Linked DNA regions of Sus scrofa: regions 1 and 3 are each linked to region 2. Evidence: chromatin contacts called from public HiChIP or PLAC-seq data. All regions are on one chromosome and are shown on one strand. The core of a region is the stretch at or near the end of the contact, and the rest is flanking DNA. Distances in the headings are between cores, read along the strand shown.

Region 1 (4,047 bases), core at 1,156-3,655, 140 kb before region 2:
TTGTGATTTAAAAAAGTAATTGTGATTTGCATTGTGTCAAATTTTCAAAAAAAATGTGATTACTGCTGCAGCTGAAAAACTGAAGAAGCAAAAGATGACCCATATATTTTCAAGTATAGTATGTTATTTTGAGAGACTGTTACGCATGAGGGTTCAGTGCACCAACTCTGGAACCAGACCACCCGGCTTTGGATCTTGTCTCTACCACTTACCAGCTTTGTGATGTTGGGCAAGTTACTTAACCTCTCTGTGCTTCCGTTTTCTCTTTTGTGAAGTGGTGATAATAGTGATAATAGCATGCACCTCCTAGGACTGTTAGGAGGAAGATATAAATTAATATAAAGTGCCCAGAACAGTGCCTGACATAAAGTTAGGACACATAAGTAGGATGTTAAAGGTTGAAACAGGTAAAATGTGTGTGTTAAGGTGCTTCTCCTTTAATCAATTCTAATTCTTTTAAAATAGTATTAAAAGATGATTTTTCTGATCAGTCAGTTGTATCTGTAGGGTGACTTTCATGACAAGTATTATTCTAGATTCTGCAGGGCATACAAAAGAAATAAAGGCATGATGCCACTCCAAAAGCTTGTAGTCTTTTTAAGTAGGTACCCAGATACAGCTATATACCAATGAAGGTGTACTTGACACTGCATAAGTAAAAAGGTGTGAGTCCTTTTGCAATGAAAACAGAGGAAAAAGTGTAAAAGATGAGTTTGGATCTTGGAGGATAGAAACTACGACATCCATCCTGAAAAGTCTCAGCCTTGTATCTCGGAGAACCACACATCTTTATGAAGGGGAGCCTGCTATGTTCATTGTTCTCTTGCACAGCCAGCTGTGCATTTTAGTTGAGGCCCCTGTTTATGTTTAAACATTTCCCTTGTTTCCACAGTAAAGACCAGGTACTACAGCCTAAGCGTCCTGACTCTCCAGGTCTTTTCCTGTTTTCAGGCTATTGTGGATTGCTCCAGAATGCCCATCTTTCTCACCCCAGCCTCTCCAGGACCTTACCCCACCCATCATGTATCAGCTCCAAGATACCTGTAACTACCTGAACTGATTACCAGCTTCCCGGCTTCAGCCTTAGTGCTTAGTTATATTCTGGTGGGCACTGAATCCAGGCAAAAGCTCTTCACAGACTCTGACGTCACCTACAGGTGGTTACTTCTATCTTTTTCCTGCATCGTTTTTTGACCTGTGCTATATTGTTTATCCTGTCCTCCCTCGGAACACACCCCTCGACATTATTGAGAGCTCCCAGAAATGAAAAGTTTGATGTGAATCCCTCCTAGCCTGCAAAACAAATAAGCAACTAACAAAAACAGTAAACAACCACAAATCAAGGCAGTAGGGAGCTGTAATGAGTGAGTGAGTTAATGGCAGGGTGCTTTGCCAGGGGCGGATAACATGGGCGCTGGTCAGCTCTCACAGGAGGCCGGGCAGTTAGTGCAGACAAAAGAGCAAGGACTTCCGATTCGAAAGACTTGAGTGCAGGTGTGGACTTTACACTGGTCGCCTGAGTACCTTTGATCATCCACTTTCTCATGGGGAAAATGAGGAAACTGATATTGCTCTATAATTTTATGGTGTGGTGTTTATGAGGGGTAGATGAAGAGGTGTTTGTGGAAAGGTGTTTTCTTAATTTTAAAGTACTCACTAATTGTGGTTTCTGACATTTGTTTTTATCGGATCATGCAGTGGACACATTTGTGCGTCATTGCCCAGCCCTGGCCAGGGGGGTGATATGGTCAGGGGAGTGGGCACAGGAGCTAAGGGGGGAACCTGCTGACCTTGACAGCTTCAGGGTCTGGTGGCAGCAGCAGGGTGCCTGGCAGCCCCCTTACAGTGTGTCCCTCGAGCTTTTTTTGTTTTGTTTTTTTAGGGCCACACTCACGGCACATGGAGGTTCCCAGAGCTGTAGCCACCAGTCTACACCACAGCCACAGCAACTCGGGATCTGAGCTGTGTCTTCGACCTACACCATAGCTCATGGCAACGCCAGATCCTTAACCCTCTAAGCAAGGCCAGGGATCAAACCCTCATCCTCATGGATGCTAATTGGGTTGTTGCCACTGAGCCAAGATGGGAACTCCCACTGGGAGCTTAATGAACTAATTCCAGGAGCTTTGTAAGCACCAGGGTATTGAGATTGGGGCAGGGAAATGATAAGATCAGTGAGGTGACATTATTTCACTCCTGTGGGAAGTTTACCTTGGGGAGCTTTCTGGTTGGGGTTTTACATTACTGTATTTTATGATGAAACTTTGAACAGTAAATATGAAACCAGATGACAGCTACCAAATTAGAGACACCTAGCTATTCTCTCTTTCTCTCTCTCTCTGTCATGGAAATTTATGGTAGATTCTGATGGGGGAAGGGCTGGTAAAAGGAGGAAGTCAAGTTTGCAGCAAGAGCTTCCTGCAGTGACTTTAGGATTTTGAATCTGGACTTTAATTTCTGTCTGCTAACAGTCACTCTCTGACACTTGATCAGCTTTCGGACTTGTCATGGGCTTTTCAGGCAGCTGTGCAACTGAGGGACATTGCAAGAAGCCTCTTGCTCAATGTGTTCTTGTGCACCTTTTCCTTCTGGATGTGTATCTCTGATTTTAACTCACTTGGGTTCTCTAAACACTTGTAAGAGATGCGTTATGTGTAAAAAAAGGAGGAAGGGACACGGGGGTTTATCATTTTGTACATCCTTCGGTGTTTACATTAGGAGCTGTGTTCTTACGCTCTTGGTTAAATTATGTAAACTTTCTGGGCCTTAAGTTTCACATCTCTAAAATGAGAGTGTTAGCATGGTGGTCTGTCATTGTCAGCCCCCCGGCTGGGAGTACTGTATGTTTGAAAAGGGATTGGAAAATGTTCTCCTGGCCTTATTATACATGCAACACTTTCTAGAGGAATCTGAAAAATTTTAGGAGCTCTTTTTTACTCATCAGTGTTAAGTAGGGATTTACTTTGTATTTGGGATACAAAGCAGGCTGTCTAGATGCTTAGATTTTTAAGGAGTAGATCCAAGGACTAAATTCACAAACTCATGAAGAGAGCTGACAGGAACTACTGTTACATTAGGTGTGGAAACAGGATCCAGTTTTGCAAATGGGAAAACTGGAGAACGGCTGAGCCTTTTGACCCGAGTGGATGGTGGTAGTGTTTACTGGTTTGGTGAATGGAGTTGGATCTAGGGGTGGGGGCGGAATCCATATTCTGCTAAGTTTGATGTGCTGGGGAGACAGGTTATCTAGGATTTCAAATTTGAGGGTCTTCGGGTGTTCCCTTGTGGCTCAGCAGGTTAAGGATCCGGTGTTGTCACTGTAGTGGCTGTGTGGTTTCTGCAGTGGTGTGGGTTCGCTCCTTGGCCTGGGAACGTCACATGATGTGAGAATGGCCAAAAGAAAATTTTTTTTTTTTGCGGGGGGCGGGGGAGCATCTTCGCTACAGACATGGTATTTGAAGCTTTGAGACTAGGTAAGATGAACTGTTGGCTGAATTTAGATAGAAAAGGAAGGAGGGATCAGGACCTCGCCCAGGCTCCAACTTTTGGACTCAGATGGAGGAAGGGAATAGGAGACAGACCTTGGCTGGTCGTCTGTGGCTGTGTTCTCTTTCCCTCTAGGTTCAGGGACTGCCTGTGTCTGTGTGAGTTTGTACCGCATCTGTATGTATACATAAGGGTTAGTAAACACCTCTGGAAACATAATTCTTAGCTCTTGCAAGGTGCAGAGAGATGAGCGCCCTCTATGGCGACCGCCATCCCCCTCCTTCCTTCTCCTGCCAAGGGCCTTGTTGCCCAGGAACCAAGTCTTACAAATGGCAGCCACTCTCTAGATACCAACGTCCTTTGGGGTAGCCTGGTCCTGTTAAATGTTGATTACGAGTCAGTTTTGTTTATAACAAGGACCTGTTTTTGTCTGTGGTACTTGTTATTGTAATTACATAATCAAAATTTTATGTAATCAGATTAAACATGAATGTTATTTTTCTACAAAAATATGCTGAAGGCTTTGGAAAGCCTCCAAAGGCAAGCCTGCAAAATGTGTAC
Region 2 (4,415 bases), core at 1,657-4,156:
TTAACCCTCTGAGCGAGGCCAGGGATCCAGTCCACATCCTCACAGACACTATGTCAGGTTCTTAATCCATTGAGCCACAGCAGGAACTCCTCAAACCCTTTTTCTATGAACAAAGCTTTGGCAGAACAATTACCATTCCTGAAATTTCCATCTTCTTCTAGATTATGATAACAGCCAGAGCATGTTTAAAGTTCAGATGGCCACCAGCTTGATTCTAGAGGTATATTATCAGGAAGACATACACACAGTAGTCATCAGGTCAGGGAAGGAAGGCAGTGGCGTTGGGCAGCTGGTCTTGTCTGTTCACAAGTAGTGATGACTCTGCTCTGGCTCCTCCATGCTCTTCTGCCTGGCTCAGGCTGGGGCGGGTGACTGGATAGAGTCCTTTCTGGGGATAAGATTTGTGATTAAAATGACAGATAGCAGCAGCGTTCGGAAGACATTTGCCTGTGGTAGGCCTGCAGTTTGTAGTGATGGGGCTCCCTGTAGCCAAACCTGCATGGGGGTTCTTTGGTTCCCAGTCCAGAAAGACAGAGGAACTGATCGCAGATAGTTCAGTCTTCCTGATCTTAAATTGCTGGTTGTGCTTTAAATTCAGTTTTAAAATAAAAGGCTGAAGTAGTTTCCTTCCCACAGAACTTCCCTAGCCAATATCTTATGGTCCCCAAAAATCACAGTATGTCCATTGAGGGATCCTATTTGAACCCTGTTCCTTTCTCTCACCTCTCTTCTTCCCTGCAGTTATAACTTTTACTGGTTTCCTCCGTTTCTGTGTTTCTTTCTACACATTTACCAAATAGGCATATATACTCTTATTTTCCTTTTTCTGATACAAAATACAGCATGCTGTTGACATGTGCTTTTTCACTTAGTAATATATTTTAGACATCTTTCTATGCCAGCACACGGAAAGCTTTCCCTTTGTTTTTACTGCTGCATAATATTCTGTGGTGTTGCTGTACCATAGTTCACTTCATCAGTTTCTCCATTAAGGGATATTTAGATAGATTCCAGTCTTTTCCTGTTACAATGTTGCAGTGAAGAGCCTTTTCCTATGTAATTGAAATTCATCTTAATATCAAATCAATACAAGTACATGAATCATCCATCTAGTACCCAATATGAAGCTTTCTAGATTTGTGAGAACTTGTGCACAATATATTATTAGATAAAATCCGTGTATGTGTATTCCCTTTACATTATGCCAAAGATAAAAATAGACTATGTCTCTGCACATGTGTGTAATTCTGACAGCAGCTCTGTCAGATTTTTAAAGTAATTTTCCTACCCAGTATCCATAACGCAGTTTGATTTTTGTTAGTAATTTCCAATAAGGATACATTTTCTAACTAGCACGCTTTTTTCTCCCAACACTGAATTTTTCCGGACTCTTGTCATTCTTTTTGGAGGATAGCATGGTGATACATCTTTAGGAAGTAGTTGAAAGAGTTGCCCTGTTTTGAAGAACAAGCCAAAGTAAATGCTATCAGTGTGACTCACGACAATTTGAAGAAGTAACCAAGGTCTTCATGTGCAGTCATGGCAGGTAGTTTGTCTCGAACCAGCCCCCCCCACTGAGAATAACCAGGAACCCTGCACAGAATGTTCTTTTAAAATTAAATTTGGACTTTTGCTCCTGGAAGTATAAAGTAGATGTATTTTTCCCTATTCTTCCAGCTAAGTACAGCTTAAAAAAAAAACCCACCTGGTCTGCTGTGTTATAAAGCAAACATGAATCTGAAGGTAAAAAGAAAGGGGTGGATGACTTTGGGCTGAGGAATGAGATAGCCACTCATGATGAAAACTGGAATAGAGAGGAACTTCCTCAACTTGATTAAAAAAAAAAAAAATAGGAGTTCCCTTTGTGGCTCAGCAGAAATGAACCCAACTAGTATCCGTGAGGACGCAGGTTCAGTCCCTGGCCTCACCCAGCAGGTTAATGATCCAGTGTTGCTGTGAGCTGCAGTGTAGATCACAGACGAGGCTTGGATGTGGCATTGCTGTGGCTGTGACGCAGGCCGGCAGCTGTAGCTCCAATTCAATCCCTAGACTGGGAGCTTCCCTATGCCGCACCTGTGGCTCTAAAAAGCAAAAGCAAAAAAAAAACTAGGCAGAGCAATGAGACAGTGGGTTTTATAAGCATCAGGCAACAAAGGACAGTGATCTCTGAGAGGTAGAAAGTAAGTGAACAGTAAGATCACACCAACTTTCTGCCCAAAGAGAGTTTCCAGGCTGTGGTGCCGGTAGAAGCCCCCCTGCCAGTTGAAGCCCAGGGGTCTCCCTGAGTGGAGACTGAGAAGTGGGTCCAGGGAGGTAAAGGGTTTCCAGGACAGATAGGTACATGTGTTTGAGGAAACTCTTTGAGGCCAGGCTAAGAACCACCCTAAGTTTGAGGAGGGCAAATCCTTAGACCTCTACCTGCCCGAGAACAGCTTCTGCTTCCACCAGGCGGTCTGGAAAACCTGAGGTCACATGGCATCGGGTAAAGGCTCAGAGTGACTTCGCCTCACGAATAGGGTAAAATTATCCTCAAATTAAACATGCTTCTGCTAAGAGCTGTCAGAGTTTAAAAGCAAGAACTGAAAGAATCCAAGTATTTCGAGAAACCTCTATCCCAGAACAGAGCTCAAGCACCCCTCAAGGGTGCATGGCCCACACTTTTGAGAACTGCAGGACCGTGAAATACCTCGTGGTGACTGTTTCTCAATCCCTGGATTACAGCAGACAGTGTGAATGGTTTCATAAGAACGGAAGACCTGGGTTCTCATGGCTGGTGCCGCCCCCAACAGCCTTTGGCTGTGACGAGGGGGATGAAGAGGAAAACGCAGAACGTCTTAAGAGGTCTCTGAGAACTTGGTTTTTCGAACCGGTTTCTGCTGGTGGAGGGCTCTGACTTTATCATCCAGCTTAACAGGAACTCAGGGCTGCGTAAATCTGATCGTAGTTCCTCTTTCTTTGAGTGTCCATACACTTCCATCGGGGAGTTTCTGTTGTGGCTCAGCGGTAACAAACCCGACTAGCATGCGTGAGGATGTGTGTTGGATTCCTGGTCTTTCCGGTGGGTTGGGGATCCAGTGTTGCCTTGAGCTGTGGTGTAGGTCACAGACGCAGCTCAGATCCTGCGTGGCTGTGGCATAGGCCAGCAGCTGCAGCTCCAATTCAGCCTCCAGCCTGGGAATGTCTATGTGCCTCCAGTGAGGCCCTAAAGAGCCAAAAAAAAAAAAAAAAACCCCACACTTCCATCCGTGTTCTTATGAAGAGTTGATGTGTAAGCAAGGTATTTGTATAGCATGACTATGATCATCCAAAAGCAAAATCCTAAACTGTGGATAAACCCTTCCTGTTTCCACGATGGCTTCTGGCATCATCATAATACTTCGTTACATGAAAGTATTATATATTCATATACACAAACCCATATAGATGTGTTTGTGTGTATCTCCAAAAAAAAAAAAAAACAAAAAAAAACAAAATACTGTTTTATGTAACCTGATAGCAATTTAAAAAAACCCCAAACCATAGCTCTAATTCCATTTATATTTGTTCTTTCTCTTGCAGAGTGTCTTAGTACATTTATATAATTTCTCCTTAACAACTTCTCATACTCCGGGCAGGGAACATGTTGCTAACTAAGGATTCTAGGAGCTTTTGAGTTCAGAGGATGCCCCCTACCTTGATTTCATTGCAGCAGAAAACAAGGATACAAGTCATCGTGTCACTTTGAGGATAGAGCATTGACATTTGGCAGAGTTTCAAACCAGAGGAAATGGGACATGCTAACAAGTTCCCTAATCCTCTTAAAGGAGCCTTGCCTTCACCACCAGCAAATAGCAACCTGTTCCCCGGTCTACAGGTGGAGTTCACTGGAATATAAGAAACCCGTCAAAAGAAGGCGGCAGCACACTATCTCATTGTCTTTGCATTCTGCTTCTCCAGTGGTGTGGAGAAGATTCCTTATCTTCACTCCAAAGTGAACTCTTTTTTAAAATAGAAGCGAATTCTTTTGAATGTTGCCCAGTGAAATCTTAGGCCCTAATCTAAGAAATTTAAAAAGCCAACTATAAACCCATTGTCACAGTGATGCTTTCCATTGAACAGGGTGACTTTTGTTTTACCTTGTTGCATGAGAAGGCTAATCTGAGAGGCACAAAGCCAAACAGCAGGTAACTCCAAACCCCTTCCTTTTTCCGGATTGTATCCCTTCTTTGATAGCTCTCTGTACAGGCAGAGAGTAAAAATCTGGCTGTATTAAGGACTTCTTTTGTAATCGAAGTAGAGCCTAGCACTGCTTTTTTATTTGTTAGGACCTAATAGAGTACTTGGCTTACTTCTAAAGCCAAAATGAAATCTCTACTTGTGAGAGTCCCCTCTAAGCATTAGGCACATTCAGACCTTTGAAGGAGGCCAGCTGCCAG
Region 3 (4,269 bases), core at 983-3,482, 170 kb before region 2:
GCCTACACCACAGCCACAGCAACTTGGGACCTGTGCTGCATCTGTGACGCTACACCACAGCTCCCGGCAATGCTGGGATCCTTAACCTCCTGAGCTAGGCCAGGGATCAAACCTTCGTCCTCATGGGTACTAGTTGGATGCGTTACTGCCGAGCCACCTTGGGAATTCCAGCTTCCAATGTTTTTTTAAAGCTAGTTTTATTTATTGGATTCTATTTTGCTACCAAATGTGAGTTTACTTATACATGTGGAATTCTGCAGTTAAATAATTCCAAGTAAGTTGTGATAATGGCTGTGGAGCTTTTGAATAGAGCTCACACCTCATTTTGGAATCGGTGCATTGGAGGCACAGCTGGCGTGAGGCTGTCTTCAGTGCTGCTGAGGACTGGAAGACCCTTTCCGTTAACTGCTCACCTTTGTTCTCACGGCGCAGGAATGTGTTGTATATTCAGGGTAACACCTGCCTCATTATGGACACCGCGGGCCGAGGGAATACACAGTGAGTGACCGCCATGACCCCCCCCCCCCCCCCCCCCCCCGCCCAGGAAGAGGCCCCATTGTCGTTTGGTTTCCCTTAAAGGACTTCTTTCAGAGCACTCTTCAAAGTAGAGGATGGTCTGAGCCCTTGTCCTTTCCTCTCTCTGGCATGACAGGGAAGACAGATGCAGTTCCTTCTTCCCTTGGTCTCTTAAGAAAAGATAGAACCATTAATTTATCAGTTGATAATGTTCAAGAGCTGAGATTTTTGACGTCTCCTTCACACTATGCCTCTTCTTCCTCCACGGGACATGTGCACATTCTTTGGAATTTCTAAAACACTCTCACAGAGGGTCTCATCGGGATTCTGAGCCTCACTCTTTCCATCTAACAGATGGGGCTCCCAAGCCATGCACCTGGCAGGGTTGCAGTGCCTCCCAGGAAGCCACACAGCCCACGCTTCTCCTGTGACAGATGAGCACACTGAGGCTCGGTGTGCACAGTGACCTGTACTCTCCCACCGCTTTGTCCTGATGACTAAAATACCATCTCGCCACACAACACGTCACATTGTGACGCTGCTTCTTGAGACACCACAGTGGCAGCTTCTACACACATCTTTCTCTTTGCTGGCGTTTTCCTTTCTCCTTGCCACCTGTCAGGCACCTTTGAAATGTGTTCAAGTTCCTTTCCTCAGGGAGGCTTTTCTGGCTAATCAGACAAATGGATATTATTTCATATCCTTACTCAAATGAGTCTTTCTCTGTGAATATTTGAACTGATTTGTATAGTTCTTAGAAAACCCTTCTCTCTCCCTATATCATTTAGAAAGCACCTCTGCAATAAAATGCTGGTTGTTTAGGGGAAAGGAGCTTCTTCTTTTTTTTTTGTCTTTTTACCATTTCTTGGGCCACTCCTGCGGCATATGGAGGTTCCTAGGCTAGGGGTCGAGTCGGAGCCATAGCCACCAGCCTACACCAGAGCCACAGCAATGCGGGATCCGAACCACTTCTGCTACCCACACCACAGCTCACGGCAACGCCGGATCCTTAACCCACTGAGCAAGGCCAGGGATCGATCCTGCAACCTCATAGTTCCTAGTCAGATTCGTTAACCACTGAGCCACGACGGGAACTCCGAAAGGAGCTTCTTTAGAAAAAAACCATATTTGTGAGCAACACAGTGTTATTTCTGTGTTTTGAGAGGGAAAATTTCCCCTGAAAGAGATGAGCTCTCAATATGCACTGTAATTTTAGTGTGTTTGCTGCTACTCAACAGATCTCTGTTCTGCTTTTTTACACAATCACTTTTCAACCCAGCAGGTTAGAACTTAAAGGACTGTGTTAAAAAATGAGAACGACCTGCCCTGATCATTCATGTACCTTTGCATATGGACAAGTTGCCTGTGACTCTCCCCCAGTGTTCTCATCTTTTTTCTGTGCTATGAAAAGTGGTAAACAAAATAAAAAATCAAGTCACAGTGTGCACTCGTCAAGATAGCTTGCAGCAGAAGTTATATGTGGACTTACCAGTCCATAAAAGATCACATGAAAGCCAAGTTTGAAGCTTTTATAATCCCAAACATGAATGAATGCACGATTCAGTGACTGTTTCACTGTACAACGTACACATATTAATTTCATTTCAGCATGCGGTTGCATAAATCCTCTCTTCTCAGTCATGTGAGAACTGCTCAGATGTGGCACTAGTTTGTAATCAAATATCCTTTTGTTGTTGTGTTAGGCCTCTCTGGAAACAGGGAGGAAGTAAGTGATAGGGGAAGCTCCTTCCCGCTGTGCACACAGGGACATGCGTGAGCTGTTGTGTATGTTGTATGGAAAAACTGTGGGGTCTTGGTTTATATTTGGGGTGTGAAGGAAAAGAGGTCTCATAGACTTTGAGACCTGGAAGGAATCTGCACGGTTGTCTATTCATTTTATGGATGAAAAATGGGTGTCCACAGAGATAATGTGTTGATCCCAGGTTAAACTGCTCTCTGGTGCTGCTGCTCAGGCTGTTTGTGGAGATGGGAGGCCACTATTATTGCTTTTGAGACAAACTCGGTAGTATTTCTTTTCTTTTTTGTTTTTTTGGTCTTTTTTGTTTGTTTGTTTGTTTTTTTCGGGCTACACCTGCGGCATATGGAGGTTCCCAGGCTAGGAGTCGAATCCGAGCTGTAGCCGCCGGCCTACGCCACAGCCACAGCAACACAGGATCCGACTCTCCTCTGCGACCTACACCACACTCAAGGCAATGATGGATCCTTAACCCACTGAGGGAGGCCAGGGATCGAACCCGTGTCCTCATGTTTGCTAGTCAGGTTCACTAACCACTGAGCCACGACAGGAACTCTTGGTAGTATTTTTTTACGCATTCAAGGACCTCAGAGTTTTTTCTAAGTCTTTTATATTTTGAATATTTAGAAAACTAAGTTTTGATGGTGGTGAAGGCTAGAATTTTTTTCCTTTGGGCATTCTTCCGGCTGCTGCCCCCAAGGTTTTTCCTGAGAAGATATCATAGAAAAGCAAAACTTGGTCTAAATTGGAGTTTTAGCATTTTTATCTATTTCTAAATAGTGTTTCTTTGAAAATCATTTTAGTGGCATTTGTGGAAAACGTTTTTTGAAAATCCAAGGCGTTTTCACAGTTTCCCCTTTTCAAGTGTTGACTCTAAGGTAATTATGCCGAATTTCATTTTACTAATCCTTATTCTCCCTGCAGCTCTAGCAGAGAGCAAGATGTTGAGAAAGAGAGACAGCGAGTTATTTAAAATACTTCCATGGTCTCCCCCAGAACCTCAGTGAGAAGTGCTTCACCCGTCTTTCCCTCTTGCTTGTCTCTTCTGTGTCATTGTGAACCAGGCTCAGAGGAAACCCCTAGAAGGGTTGTTTGGACACTTGAAATATAAAATTTCTTACTAATCAAAAATTGAATCACTGGGCCAGAACGTAATAATTTCAGCTCTCATTTTTGAACTCGTGCCATGTGGCAGATACTCTCCAGAGGCCATGCCAACTCCTCTGTGTTCTCAGAGAATCTGGAGAGAGACCTGATATCTAGCAACTGAGGCAGGTGTGCGTTTCGGTGCAGGAACGGGAGTGGTGAACGTGTGGAAGCAGTACGCGGACCTGGGTGTTTCTCTTAGCAGAATGTAGAAGGATGTGAACGCCATGAATGATGGAAGTACAGTCACAGAGGAATTGTGTTTTTAAAATTCAGTTTTATGTTTTAAAGAGCTGATACATACCCGTAGAGTAAAATCCAAAAGGTTACACAGTGAAACTAAACTGTATAGATTTTATTCGGATTCCACCAGCTTTTCTGCTGATGCCCTTTTTCTCTTTCAGGATTCAATCCAGAAATGTCATATTGCATTTAGTATGTATGCTTTTTAAAATTTATTTTTACACAAGTTGTAGCATACCATACTATGCCTTCATTCTGTTTCCTTCTAGTTTAGGGTTGTACTTTATTATCCAGTCTCTTAATAATGGACTTTAAGTTGTTTGTGATCTTTTGTTATTGTTAACAATGCTGCTGTGGTTGTCCTTGAACTTTTAAGTGTGTTGGTTTATGTGAGGAGTTTCTGGGTTAAAAAATGTGTGTCTTTAAACTGTTGCAGGGAGTTCCTGTCATGGCTCAGGGGAAGCGAATCTGACTAGCATCCATGAGGACGCAGGTTCGATCCCTGGCCTTGCTCAGTGTGTTAAGGATCCCCCATTGCCGTGATCTGTGGTGTAGGTTGCAGATGTGTCCCAGATCCCGCATTGCTGTGGCTTTGGCGTGGGCCGGCA

Evidence for each region. HiChIP or PLAC-seq counts read pairs in DNA pulled down with a chosen protein or histone mark.
Region 1: a contact with region 2 is called in an H3K27ac HiChIP or PLAC-seq map of alveolar macrophages. The contact joins two enhancer-like sites.
Region 3: an H3K27ac HiChIP or PLAC-seq map of alveolar macrophages shows a contact between it and region 2. The contact joins two enhancer-like sites. A contact is called at or near these places in 1 of 47 Hi-C or Micro-C datasets (embryonic fibroblasts) and 1 of 2 datasets of contacts at active chromatin or transcription factors (alveolar macrophages).

Annotation. Positions count from the first base shown.
Region 1 is chr7:94,917,101-94,921,147 of Sscrofa11.1, forward strand. All of the region lies in intron 4 of SIPA1L1 (signal-induced proliferation-associated 1-like protein 1), which reads left to right. Among named protein-coding and RNA genes, the nearest start is that of SIPA1L1, 130 kb to the left of the region's middle. Within about 2 kb of position 2,406, at least 10 of the 83 cell types and tissues checked have an H3K27ac peak or open chromatin away from gene starts, as enhancers often do. A contact at or near this core is called in alveolar macrophages, where this site is marked.
Region 2 is chr7:95,058,770-95,063,184 of Sscrofa11.1, forward strand. The region is part of intron 9 of SIPA1L1 (signal-induced proliferation-associated 1-like protein 1); the gene reads left to right. Among named protein-coding and RNA genes, the nearest start is that of SIPA1L1, 270 kb to the left of the region's middle. Within about 2 kb of position 2,907, at least 7 of the 83 cell types and tissues checked have an H3K27ac peak or open chromatin away from gene starts, as enhancers often do. A contact at or near this core is called in alveolar macrophages, where this site is marked.
Region 3 is chr7:94,887,874-94,892,142 of Sscrofa11.1, forward strand. All of the region lies in intron 4 of SIPA1L1 (signal-induced proliferation-associated 1-like protein 1), which reads left to right. Among named protein-coding and RNA genes, the nearest start is that of SIPA1L1, 100 kb to the left of the region's middle. Within about 2 kb of position 2,233, at least 2 of the 83 cell types and tissues checked have an H3K27ac peak or open chromatin away from gene starts, as enhancers often do. A contact at or near this core is called in alveolar macrophages, where this site is marked.